Regions from separate parts of the Gadus morhua genome. Here region 1 is linked to region 2. A link is a contact called in public Hi-C data. All regions are on one chromosome and are shown on one strand. Each heading gives the region's core, a stretch centred on a gene start, on an enhancer-like site or on the middle of the called end of the contact. The rest is flanking DNA. Distances are from core to core; before and after follow the strand shown. Region 1 holds the start of LOC115554644 (cortexin-3). Region 2 holds the start of LOC115554658 (soluble guanylate cyclase 88E).

Region 1 (7,579 bases), core at 4,885-7,384, 270 kb before region 2:
AAAACGTCCGAAGGTCTTCAGTACGGGCTGTGAAGCTGTTTTATATGAATCTCCGCTGTGATGATCTATCTGGAGTAGGTTTGATGCCTGGCTCAGAGGGACCTCTGAGGAATACTTTTTGGTATGGCTCAAATATTTCTTTTCTTGCCCCCTTCTACTCTTTGTGGGGGACAGATGTACATATATTATTTTAACTTTTATTTTATTATTGATAGTAATATTTATTCCCAAGAAAATGAACATTTGGGAATGTGAGCAAATTAATATTGAGAACATGTTACATTTGACAGTTTTATACCTCGGAAATAGTGTTTGATAAAAAATATTACTGTAAGTATTCAATAAATATCCACTTCTCTTTGTTTTTCCTCTTTGTTTTTTCTTGTTGATGTCCAAATCTACACCGGTATTATATTGTTAACAATAAGCATGTCCCCATGATTATATACTGCATTTCCTCATAATCAGTAGTCCATCAATATAAGGTCAGTATTTGACCAATCTGAATAGTTTAGGCTTCTAAGCTTATAGTAAACAGGGGTTTAAATGTCCAGGCCAGGTGCTTGGCGTAGGTTAGAGGTGCTAGCTGCTATGCAAAGGCCATATCTTTTCATACACCTGTATGTACCAACAGTACTTGACTCTGTTTCATAATCATCATCATCCGTATTCTAATCATGTGTCGGCACCAATGCTAATGATCTAACGATCAGCCCACAAAGTGGACCGCCAGGGCCCCCGATCTTGTGACTTGCATCTCTTCTTCTTCCCACTGCGCAGGGATTAAATATGCAGAGTACTGCTATCTAACATATGCAGCTTTATTAAAGGCCTTGGCGCCGGGCCAGGCACTACTGTAACCTTGTAATGCTGGAGGCAGGCGGAGGATCACCTCCCAACCTTCCCTGCTCCGTCGGGAGGGAGCCTGGACCCAGGGCCGCTCTTTGGTCTCCGCTCGGTATTTTAAAGGTCTCCGGGGTCTTTATCCTGAACCTCGACCGTGGGGGCCACGGGACCCCGTCTTTGGACTTCAGGCCTCGTCCCTGACCCTCGTCCATGATGGAAACCGCATCCTAAAACTAAATCCTGAACCTAAGACAAACCAAACACCAGGCTGTCATTGCTTGGCTTAAGCAGATCAGATGACAGGAGAGCCTGCCCATCACCCAGACCTGTCATATCTCTTGGAAAGAGGACAGAGGGGATTTGATTAATCTGGAAGCTTCACTACTAGAAACTAAGCCATTAATTTACTGTACCACTGGCCCAAGTCTGAACTCGAAGAGAGAGCTCCAAATTAACCAACAAGTAGATTTAATTGAGACAAATGCATCCAAAGTCGGTCTTAAATTGTGTTTGCTGGAAACCAGTCATTGCTCCTCCCAACAATCAAATGTCCCCCTTGTGCTTTTCTGTGCGCATCAAGGAAATGCCGATTGGTTTTATGGGAGGAAAGTGGCCCGGGGGAAGAAGAGAAATCAATTGAAGAATATAGGGCTACATCTCAGTCTCTTTCCCTTACAACTGTATTGCCACACGCACACACAATCGCACACACACACACACACACACACACACACACACACAAACACACACACACACACACACACACACACACACACAAACACGCACACACAGATACACACACACACACTATGGATTAATGTGAAGGAATTAAGTACTGAGCAGTGATATGTTAGGGAATAGGGAATGGAACAAATTCAGTTTATGGCATTTAAGTGCGTGCACAAATAATCTTCATAGTCTCTTTTATTTATAATGAAAGTCATGCTGCGTACCGATAGTCATTCCACAGGGGTTTTATCTGCCTCAGGGGCTCGAAAACTGCTTGATACCTGTGTGGTTCCCCCACCCCATTTTTGCAGTGTGCCTCTCTTTTTCTCTCCCTCTCACTTGCTCTCTCCAGTCCTATTGACTCTCGCTCACCCTGCTCTGTTCTACTGTCTCGATCTTTCTCTTTATGTCTCACTCTCGCCACTCTGACTAGGAACAACAATATGCAAGTAATATTGAAATGATGTTTCTGTGTCTTATTTTTATTATGGTAATCGGCCTGCTTTTCAACCCTGATCTCCTCCGTCTCCTCCCTCCTTCGAGGCATCAACACAAATGTATAAGCCCCCTTGTACAAGGCTTTAGGGGCTCTGTGCTATCTTCAAAATATTCACTTGGGAATCTCTCTCTCTCTCTCTCTCAAAAAAAGAGACTATTGTTATTATTATCATTATATTATCATTGTTATTACGATAATTATTGTTATTTTATTATTATTATTATTATATATTATTATTATATTGCACTGGTCTATGCCTAGCCATTAGTATTGCATACACTTATAAGTATGAATAAATCATTCACCTCCAAGCAATGTTATTCAAGCATCGTGTCTTCAGGATGAATTAAGACACGGTCTATTGGCTCTATCTGGGTTCTGTGTCTGTCTTCATGTTCCATAACCAACAGCTTTGCCGGGATGGATTTTCCCTCAAAACTTTGGACTTTTGAAACAATGGGAAAATGTGACGGTATCAGTCAACTCTGAGGCTGTCCCTTATATAATAAGCCAGCATTTGCAGAAGGAAAACTCCCCGTCTGAGATCAGCTTATATTTTGAAATTCTGATCCAGTTTATCCCTGCAAGCTGCCAAAAAAAAAAGATAAATTGGTTTCGAGCAGCATTACTAAGCAACACCTAAACCTCGAAACCCCTATGCGAGTCTATCTACTTCCTGCCTAAATAGGTCAAAATAAAATCATATGTGGCTGTGGCTTATAATTGCATATCAACACAGCCAGTTATAGTGTCGTAGTGGAATGCTAGCGTGCATGCTAAATAGGGTAGCGAAAGTCAGCGATGGATACAGTGGTGGTGAGTCCAAGCTGGCCAGAGAACCCGGAAAGCACCTGGGTTACGTGGCTAGCCCTGCTAGAGGGTCATTAAAGTCTCAAAACTAAGCAGATGGGGCTTTCGCCTTCTCTCGTATTCTCCTTTCTTTTAAGTGGTCTAGAAAATAAAAACATAAAACAGTTTGTCCGTTGATGATCAAATCATCTTTTATTTTAGTTTTATTACAAAAGGAGAATGTCTGAAAAGGGAAGGGCTCAAACACAGACAGGAAGACAGCTTATTTGAGCCGAAACAAACAACAGCTACGACATCAGGGACTAGTCACCATGGAGCATGCACAAAGAAGATGCATTGGAAGAAAGAATACATTTCACGTCAGCGCACGGCGTTGCAGAAACACGTCAGGGAGGGGTCAAAGGCCACGGCAGAGCACGAGATCACCACATGTCGAAAAGTGTCAAAAGTTCACATTTTGTCCCAGGAAGGGACGAGAATGGTACACACTGTACAGATGTTTTGTTGTTTTTTCGTTGTTTTTTAAATACGACACCTCCCAATTTGTTGGTAAGTACCAGGTTTCAGTCTGACAAACACTGTAAACAGGCTACACTATAAGGCGCACAGTTGAAAGTTGCCCAGCGAAAAAGAGTCTCAACTCAAAAGTTTCGTAAAGGGATAGATGTGAAGAACGTAATGCTGACATCATGGCCATCTGCTTCGTCATCATCAACAGCAATGTCACCATCATCACCATCACACACACAAACACACATATTCTGTGCAGAACTGGCATACCAGCTGCCAATATAGCAACTGCGGGCAGTGAAACGCTTCAGGTATGATATATCAAATGGGCACGGCACTAACAAATGACAAATAACTGACACTCAAGACAAAAATAGTGGACCCTTTTTCTTCGATTTCCTAAAAACATCAATCTAGTCATTTAGTTGTTTTTTTTTGTCATCATTAGGCACACGGTACAGCACAGTAAACAGTTTCCTTTTTTCAATACCTCATTTAGTGTTAAGTATCAAGAAGATGTACTGACACAAAAAGGCCTGTTCCCAGTGCTCACTGGGTTGGCCTGCGTAGATTCAACAGTATAAACAGAAAGGTAAGCATGTACTAGTTTGACATACAGCCACTGACACCTCGCAGGAACCTTAAAGGGAAAGCGTATCCGCTACCGTCGTCCTTCTCACAGGATTATCTGTTTTGGTTGATGTATAATCTCCATGTTGATAAGCTTGTCAGCCATCTCAGTGATTTACTAAAGTTGAAGTGGCTTATTGCCCGAAAATGCATAAGGCAATGCGTAATCTCTTTTACCCTCCCCATACCCCAATTCAAATAATTCCCTCAAAATCCACTTAAAGGTGCTGTAGTTACGATTTAAGAACTACCATCAGTGCGGACAGCTTGCTGTGAGAATATTTTTATGAGAGGATTTAGATTTTTTATTTTCTTTGGTTCAGGGAATCAAACTACGTTTTTCTGGTTATTTCAAAATCTTGCTACCAACTCTTACCTACAGCACCTTTAAACTCATCTTATTTTCCCCAACTACAAGATCTTTGAACTACATTTCAAAACAAAGATCTCTGATGGCTCCTTTCTCTGTCGTTTTTCTACATGTTTTTTAATCTTGAAAGCATTGATTGTCTACATGTGATTAATAAAGTCTAAGGATAAGGTGGATGTTAACGTGACAAGATGTCAACATTGTTGTCCGATTGTTTTTTCAGGTCCTAAAGATTGTATCGCTTTTGTCAAAATATAAAAAGGGAGTGTCATGATTGGCTACAGGGAGCATGGAAGAGGTAGTCAACGATACAACTTCTGGAATAATGGAAGAACATGAGCAGTGAAATGTATCATCTGGATGATAACACCAGATGTATCGTCTGGCTTTCCAGTGACACACCCCTTGAATACTAATGAAGAACCATATTTGAGAATGCATGTCAATGTTGATTTGATGTGTGTGTCTTTGTGCGTTTGTGTTGTATTTGTGTGTGTGTGTGTGTGTGTGTGTGTGTGTGTGTGTGTGTGTGTGTGTGTGTGTGTGTGTGTGTGTGTGTGTGCTTGTGCGTGTCCCTGTACATGTGTGTGTGTGTGTGTGTGTGTGTGTGTGTGTGTGTGTGTGTGTGTGTGTGTGTGTGTGTGTGTGTGTGTGTGTGGGTTGTGTGCAGTAGTGTGGATACTATGGATGAAAGTGGGATTCCAGTGGATTGCATGAGAACAGTCTTCCTAAAGGGCTCTACAAGGGGGCGCAGTTACACTAGCTTGAAGGCTTGGAGAAATGCAAACATTCAACCCACCAACAATATTACCCGACAACCATCCCCATACCCTGTCGTTCAGAGAGAACCTCTGCGTTACTTTGACATGAACATGGACTCAAACGTCCAGATAACCCAACCAGACCCCCCACACCCCCACCCCCGCCCCCCTCCCACGCGAGGGCAATGAAAAGTCACGCAGTTCGCATCACGAGCCTCCGCTCTTCCACCAACCCACCCGATATCCCCGGGGCGATTACCCACAATCCCCCGGGCTCCTGTGCGCGTCTGGAGGTGACATATGGCCCTGGGATGATGCACTGCCTAGTCACCTCTCTCACTTTTGTCAAACACGTACACAAGAAAAAGAACGCCATGTGTTTTCACATGGTGTTTGTGAGGGTGTGTGTGTGTGTTTGTGAAGGTGTGGGTGTGTGCGTGTGTGATTTTGAAAGTGTGGGTGTGGGTGTGTGTACATGGTCACACGTGCTTGCATGACCATGTGTGCATGGGGTAGTGGTGCTGGGTGGAAAGGGGGGTTACATCAGGTCATCTGTCGCTCCGGCGGCGATGGCGAGCAGAGGGGAGGGGAGGGGGGGGCGTTGGAGGGGAGGAGGGTGGCACTGGGAGGGGGTGGGGAGGAGGGGGGGGGGGGATTGGGCTACTGTCAGACGATGCGGTAGTCGAAGGTGTCCTTCTCGGTGTGGTCGGTCCAGTTGGACGAGGGCATGCTGCGGTACGGGTCCAGCAGGATGCGGAAGCAGCGCACGATGAGCAGCGCCAGGAAGATGAAGAGGAGCAGCACGAAGACGAAGGCGGCCTTCTGCTCCAGGGTGAGGTAGGGGTGCACGTGGTGCCCGCCGGCCCCGCCCGAGGACGACGTCAGCGTGCTGCTGAAGAAGCCCTCGGCCATCCTGGGCACGTCCATGCTGGGCCGCCGGGGCTCCAGCGCTCACGGGGGGACGAGGAGGAGGTGGTGGAGGTGGTGGTGGTGGGGGAGGAGGGGAGGGAGGAGGAGGTGGTGGAGGTGGTGGTGGTGGTGGTGGTGGTGGTGGTGGTGGTGGTGGTGGAGGTGGTTGGTGGGGGAGGGAGGAGGAGGTGGAGAAGGAGTAGGAGGATCAAGGGGCTGGATACGGATAGGCTGACAGGCGGTTGTGAAACCTGGAGAGAAAGAGGGAGAGGGAGAGAGAGGGAGAGACAGAGACAGAGACAGAGACAGAGAGAGAGAGAGAGAGAGAGAGAGAGAGAGAGAGAGAGAGAGAGAGAGAGAGAGAGAGAGAGAGAGAGAGAGAGAGAGAGAGAGACAGAGACAGAGGCAGAGAAAGAGAGAGACAGAGAAGTGATTGAGAATGTGATGACACACACAGGAAAATGTGTCAATACACAAAATAATAAGATTGATGAAAAGAAGGGATAGATGAATAGATAGAGCAGAATATGAATACACGATCATATTCCCCAATGCATTCATTCATAGGTCATTTGCGTTTGAACAAATTACAAACCAAGAGCATTTCAAGTCGTTTCAACAAAATATAGAAAATGTATAAATAGCTTCAAGATGAAACACAGGATCCCCGAAGGCCAGACATTTATTGTGTCTTGTATCTGTGTGTGGGTGGCAATGGTGTGTGTGTGTATATGTGTGTGTGTGTGTGTGTGTGTGTGTGTGTGTGTGTGTGTGTGTGTGTGTGTGTGTGTGTGTGTGTGTGTGTGTGTGTCGGTGTCGGTGTCGGTGTGTGTGTGTGTGTGTGTGTGTGTGTGTGTGTGTGTGTGTGTGTGTGTGTGTGTGTGTGTGTGTGTGTGTGTGTGTGTGATGGTGTGTGTGTGTGTGTGGGTGGTTATATTGATGCACAAGTGTAGGGGACCCAGCATGAGGTGGCAAAGGTTTGTGTGGTTTTGTGTGTGTTTGTGCTACCTTGCATGTGTGCGCGTGTGAGTCTTTGTGTTTGTTTGTGTGTGTGTGACTAAAAGCCTGTGTGGGGACAGCTGTCACCCAGGCTGACAAGGGCACCTGGGAGAAGACCCCCAGTGTGTTCTGGGAGTGCCTGTGTGTAAGAGAATGTGTGTATGAGTATGTGTGTGTGAGTATGAGTGTGTGAGGATGTGTGCGCCTGCAGGATTGTGTGTTTGCGTTTATGTCAGTCAATGTGCTTATTAATTGCTGAAAATAAATGTGTATTTGAAAACGTTTTCCATCACTAATTGAATGGGTCAATTAGAACGAGTCCCTTAACGAGTCCCTTAACAAACACAAAGACACACACACATACATGCATGTGTATAAAATAAATGTGTATTTGAAAACGTTTTCCATCACTAATTGAATGGGTCAATTAGAACGAGTCCCTTAACAAACACAAAGGCACACACACATACATGCATGTGTATACATGATTACATGTGTGCATTTGTGCATGTGAAT
Region 2 (6,550 bases), core at 336-2,835:
GTGTAGTAGGAAGAGGATGAGTCATGTAGTTTCTAATGAAAGACCCTGAGGCGTGTTCGTCTGTGTGTATGTGTGTTTGTGAGAGAGAGAGAGAGAGAGAGAGAGAGAGAGAGAGAAAGAGAGAGAGAGAGAGAGAGAGAGAGAGAGAGAGAGAGTGTGTGTGTGTGTGGACCCTGTGGTTGGCCCCATCAGCACATTGTTATCTGCCTTTTCTGTTGCGGGGAGAGCCGCAGACCTCCCGGGCCGTGGCTCCGCACAGCTGAACTGCTGGGCCATGAGACGGAAGGTACCGGCAAATAGGCCAACGCCGCTGCGCCGGGGTACTAAAGGAAAAGCGGGAAAGGGGAAGGGAGTGTAATGTGCCATAAAGAGGGAGAACAGGTCCGCGTCTACGCCTGACTCACGTTTTTCTATCTAATGGCCCAAAGAGGACATCAGCCTGGAGAACCGGGTGGAGTTTATGTAGGACAGAAATAATAGTTCCCACAACATTCACAGCCTGATCACGGTCACCTGACATGGTTTAAATTTTGCGAGTGGCTGTTTGGCAGGAGGTCTATTTGTGTCATTTGATTAATGCTCTCCCGCCCCACCGTCTCCGTGATAGCACAAGGTGACGGAGCGGATCGACAGTGTTATAACAGTGCTCCCTAGTGGATGGAGTTAGAAAGGGACTGGGTGGCGGCCAGGCCAGTGAACCAGACTGACTGAATGTTATGGTTGATTTACTGCATTTCCTCCTCTCCTTGCCGTGTGATTGCCAGTGGCTCATTGTTACCGGCGCAAATGGCTGTGGCCATTAACTGTGTGGCATTCGTTTATTCGGTGGAGTTTACCTTTTTTTTTACTTGTCAGCGTAGCCTAGCCTGCAACCAACAATTGTACTTCTGTCAGAGATGAAAAAAAAGCTGTTTACAAATCCTACTGATAAATGACAAGTTGGCATGCTTGGCAAGCATTAGGCTGTGAACAATGTGTACCAAACACATGATCAGAGCTGGAACATTAGCACCAAGATTTGTAGTGTGAAAAAAAGCTATTTGTGTTACGAATGTGTTTCAATTAAAAGTTTTTCATTTTTTTCCCCCGTTACAGGCTTCACAAGAGACCAAAATTATTTCCAGAAAATATCTAAACCATGCGTGTAAATAATAATAATAATAATATGCAAAAACAAAAGGCACTAAAGTAAAATGACAAACATTGGAACACTGCATGTCAGTTAACAATGCACCTGGTTTTAATTATGCTAATTCATAGCTGTGTAGGGGAAAACGGGAAACCTTGATGGGTTGCTGAATGAAAAAATGGGTGATAACAACTCGTCACATCGTTTCCTTGTTTTTACAGGACATCCAAGTCGTCCTAAAAAAACAAAAAAAGATCTAGTCAAATTTTTTTTTAAAACAATAAATTGGCCACAGGCAGAACCAATATGCCACACGATCTATAAAGTGACAGTAGATCCTTTTCCTTTCCACGGGCACAATCTTCTATTTGGTACCTGCCAGAAACACGCCCGGGCCACTGCTATTTTGGCCCCCGGCCGCCCATTGACCTGACAACCAAGTGTCAGAGGAGAGGGGCCCCTGTCAGCTGCAGGTGGCGGCCCTCGGTGGGAAGCCAGGGGCCGGAGCTAGACAGGGCACAGTCGGTGTTGCAGGACTACATTGTACTGAAGGACTGCAGGTAAGGACAACTCTTTATGCCTGGCGTGTTGCTTCAGATCGCCTTTTAACTTTAAAATATTACCATACCGAGAGGGAGATGTGTTTGGGTGTATGGTCAACAATGGGATGTTGGGAGACAGAAAAAGCTTTAATGTGTGGCTTGATTTGTGTGTGCTGTTTTAGCCAGTCGTATTTGGCGGGGAGGGCTTAGCAATGGGTCTATCTGGCAGCTGTGGGAGGGAAGCAGCTCTTTCAACAATGTTTTTAAATAATTAACTATTTAGATGTGGAGCAGATGCTTTTACTCAAATTGATCTTAACATGAGGCATCTTGCTGGAGGATGCCTACGGGCAGAGAACGGCCATGTGGGTCCGAAATCAGAACCCTTGGGCTGGGAGTCATACACTCAAGCCCATACCCTGAGGATAGTGCTAACTATAGGGTTGTTTCAGAGCCCTGATCTCTACCATGTTCCTTGATGTTCATACAGATGTAGTTGATCTGGTAGTGGTCTGTAGAGGGTTCATGAGGTTTCATGAGGTTATGTGTGAAACAGGTAAAAGGAGAATAATCTTTTTCCTGGCGAGTCAAGGACTGGAAAAGTCAGTAGTTCCACAGTATTGCAGCTAGTCGAAAATAATGAAAGTGGTGTCAGTCATGCTTATTAACACTTCGATTAGAGCCCCATAACTTATCTCAATATTTATAATGGAAAGGTAATTTAAGGTGAGAACAAAAATCAATGAATAGTCTTTAGTTGGTTGAGATAATTACAGGAGCATATTTTATGCCACCACAACTAAAGGGACACCGTCTTATTCCAAAACCTTGTGTTATATATATATGCCCAGATCATCAGTTTTTGCCCCTTTACTGTACAGTTTATAACTTATTAATAAGTAGTTAATGACGTATTAATATCTAGTTATCCACTTAACTCGTTAATTACTTGTTAGTTAGTCATTAAAACCTCTCCACTAGTTAGCAGCTTGTTTATAGCTTGTACCTTGTCGTTTTTTTCCCTGTGTTCCCAGCTGAGCTGTTATCGGGGGTATAATGGAGGTCCCAAGCCCCCTTAAGATGTACGGCCTGTACTTAGAAGCCGTGAACGATTACATCAACGAATCCTACGGAGAGGACGTATGGAGGCTGATCGAGGCGCGAGCGGAAATCCCCCACCTCAAGTTTGTCCGGCACCAGATGTACAAGTAAGGGCCAACTGTTTCTTTTTCAACGTTTTTTTTCAAGGCCTGTCAATTCGGGGGGGAAGGGGGGGAGCTGTCTAATGCCGCTTTTCCACCGCACATGTAGCTCGACTCGACTCGACTCGACTCGACACGACTCGACACGGTAGCAGCACGGGTCGTTTTCCACTGCAAATAGTACCTCCTGGACGTGGGCGGGGTCGGCTGCGCGAAAGGGCCGTGACGTATTTTTGTACGCGACGCAAACAACACCTACGCAACCCACACATGGACAGAACCCACATAACAACAATGGAGGACATCGATGCGATGGTATTCGTGTTCGTATTATTAGCTGGCATGTTGAAGAAGTTGAAGAAGTGGAATATGTTGGCTGCGGCGCTGCTATGGCTGTTACCAGCATGGTTGCCATGTCGCTCTCGTGAATTCGTCACACTCTCTGGCCAATCAGTGGCCGGCCGTCTGCCGACGTCACCTTTTAGCATCGGCTCAGCTCGCTTGGAACCTAGAGCGAGGTGGTACTAAAAAAAGCAGCCACTTCAGGTACCAGATACCATGTTTTCGCGGTGGAAACGCCAAAAATGCGAGCTGAGTCGGAGTCGAGTCGAGTCGAGTCGAGTCGAGTCGAGTCGAGCTGGTACCATGCAGTGGAAAAGCGGCATAATGGCCCGTTCAGACTACACGATTTCAGCCCGATTTTGCCCCGATTCTTTAGTCGCAGACAAATTTGCGAATCTTACACGATTTTGACGGGTCGGCGACGAGACGAGGTCTTGTAATGTGACATGCTTGCGATCTGCGATGCTTTCGTCTGCGACGTTCGAAAACCCCACGACGAAAAGTTTGGCATGTCAGAATTTTTTGGGGAATCGCATGACGTATCCATTGTTGACATGAGGGAACCACGCCCCAAGTTGCGTGAGGGAAGCCCGCGAACAGCTGGAGCTCACGCGCAGTGTTTACCAACTGACTTCACTGCAGTACGCTGAGTAGGAGTAACTACTGCAAAAATCAATGCGATCAATAACAAGAAGAATACTAATAAAGAAAACGATAGAAATTGGAGCAATATAATGGAGACAACTTTGGTGGAAATGTGGCAGCATAGTCCCTGCATTTTCAACCCAAGAACGAGTCCACAATCTTTTCTTCTTTTTCATCCATTCTGTCTCTGTGCAGAGGACCGCCAGCATAATGCCTAGTGCTAGGTACTCAGGATCCATTGTTGACGCTTTGTTGCTAGGCTACGTTGTTGCTGCGTCTACTTTGTATAGTTCATGTCACGCGCAACGCAACTACTGTGAGGAATTGAATTGCCGCATTGAGCAGATATAAAAAGTACTGGAACCTTTATGACAAAAATGTAAAAAGCATTTATGTTAGTTCTAAATCTTAGATTTTCAAAATATCTTGCAAACGTGAATGATACAAAGTAGAGAGCATCGCACCCACGAATCTTGTAGTGTGGCCAGTCTTACGACGAGACAAGGCCCGATTTCCTGGCTCTGAGATCGTATAGTGTGATATGTTAAATCTTCGAGGAATGTCTGAGAATCGTGTAGTCTGAACCGGCCATTAGAGATCAGCGGGCTAGAAGATTTCCTAATATTTCCCTTTTAGTTGGACCCTCCATTAAATACAATAGTCTGACGAATCATAAACAATCAATTCAGGTTGCTAATTATGTTCCATCTTGGCCTCATTCATGAACCTTCGGGGTTGACAGTTGAGTGCGAATATTTGTCTCTCTCAAGCGACAATCTGATATTGCGGTTGGCCAAGGCAGCTGGAGAGGTGCTGGGGAAGACCCATGATGAGCTCATGTACGCCTTCGGGGTCTACATGGTCAAAAGGATCGGTAACTATGGCTACGAGAGGATTCTAAAGGTGACCCCCCCCCCCCCCCCCCAAAAAAAAAGTTACACACCACCACCAAGCCTATCTCCACCATGCTACCAAATACAATGAACCTTCACACAAAGTAGTTTATCACCGAGAACTCAGTTTTGAGGTACGATTTAATTTGTGTTATTTAATTCAATCTATTCTCTCTCTCTCTCTCTCTCTCTCTCTCTCTCTCTCTCTCTCTCTCTCTCTCTCTCTCTCTCTCTCTCTCTCTCTCTCTCTCTCTCTCTCTCTCTCTCTCTCTCTCTCTCTCTCTCTCTCTCTCTCTCTGTGTACACTGCTCTCCCCACGGAGGAGATACATATAGTGCATTGTAACCATTAGGCCTAAAAAAAAAAAAAGTTTGGTTCCTGTTGGTGGTCAGTTGAGGTCATGGGTAGGTAGGGAATTTATTTTATTTTTTTATTTTATTTTTTCCAGCGGCAGCGAATGATAGGTAGGTTGTTTTCATTTAAAAACGAGAAAATTCGCTCATCCTTGTTCAGAATGAAGAGGTGCTGTACCAGAACGTAATTATAGTTTGCATCAAAAAAAAAAAAAAAATTTTTTTTTTTTTTTTTATTTATTTTTTTATAAAGCTCATAAAATAATTTGGGTCGTACATAAATTGACAGGGTCGGTCGGAAACCGGAACCAAACAAAATTTTTTTTTAGGCCTTACCATGCTTTACGGACCACGGTGAGTGTTTTTCTCCCGCGCCACGCCTCGAACACTGTAATCAGGCGGCCATGATGGATCTGTTGCAGGTGCTGGGACGCAACGTGCGCGACTTCATCAATGAGCTGGACAACCTCCACGAGTACTTCCGCTTCTCCTTCCCCAAGGTGCAGCCGCCCAGCTTCTGCGTGGAGGAGGAGTGTGAGACCAGTCTCACACTCCACTATCGCAGCACCCGCAAGGGCTTCACTCAGTTCGTCAAAGGTAACCGCACACGGCGGGCTACCGGCGAGGAGCTACTTGTGTGAGCTAGTGGACCTCATACGACTGGACACTAGGGCGGCTCTCTCCCATGATAACTTAGTTTGACAAGGTTTGGGTTTGATTTTAGAGTGAGGACGGAAGTGTTGAGATATATGCCACTGTTCAAAAGGTTAAGGTTGTTTGGGTAGGTTAGTGATGGTTATGGCCCTAGACATGGTTCAGTATAGGTAGAAGGTTCAAGATGTTTCAGTTTATATGAGGGACCATTCAAACCTATACTTCGTCAGAATATGTCCAATTCAGGGGTGAGGTTTATAGTTTGTTGCATTTCCATTTGGTTCTGTAAGCGTTTACCCTGGGTTTTGTTTGGTGAACCAAACATCGTAAAAAAAGGCCTCATGGGGAATGCCTAATGGGAAAATCAAACAAGCCTTTATGGTTTAACCAACACAATAAATCACAGAATACAACTAGATTGACATTATGTTTATCTATAAATGAGTTAACAATCGTTGTATCACTAAAAGTTTGGCACAAGCCTTGACTCATAAACGACATCCTGATAGTACATTATGAGCATGGAATACTTTCTATCATTACGGTTTGACCTTGCATTACTATCACGATGTGAAAGTCACATAGCAATAAACTGGCTAGAGGAGCTGATACATATTTATGTGGAATGGTAATATTTTTGATATAAAGGGAAATTAGGTATTTCACATTTCATTTTTCTAGAATGATACAGAACACCATGTTGTCGGATTCAGCATATGAACACAAAGTGTTCTGATAAATATTGGACACCACATTTGGCGTGCTCCCACCCCCTAAAGCAAGCAAATAT

The links. A called contact is a pair of places that touch in the nucleus more often than the background predicts.
Region 1: a Hi-C map of gill shows a contact between it and region 2, with 5 times the contacts expected there. The contact joins the promoter of LOC115554644 here to the promoter of LOC115554658 in region 2. A contact is called at or near these places in 2 of 6 Hi-C or Micro-C datasets (gill and heart).

What each region holds. Positions count from the first base shown.
Region 1 is chr11:12,448,205-12,455,783 of gadMor3.0, reverse strand. It overlaps LOC115554644 (cortexin-3), which reads right to left and starts at 6,134. Exons shown (of 1, transcript XM_030371435.1): 1 at 5,810-6,134. The coding sequence starts at 6,082. The coding sequence ends at 5,822. It overlaps LOC115554584 (GA-binding protein subunit beta-2), which reads left to right. Exons shown (of 8, transcript XM_030371367.1): 8 at 1-367.
Region 2 is chr11:12,169,696-12,176,245 of gadMor3.0, reverse strand. It overlaps LOC115554658 (soluble guanylate cyclase 88E), which reads left to right and starts at 1,585. Exons shown (of 17, transcript XM_030371455.1): 1 at 1,585-1,689; 2 at 2,706-2,879; 3 at 4,631-4,763; 4 at 5,529-5,703. The coding sequence starts at 2,728.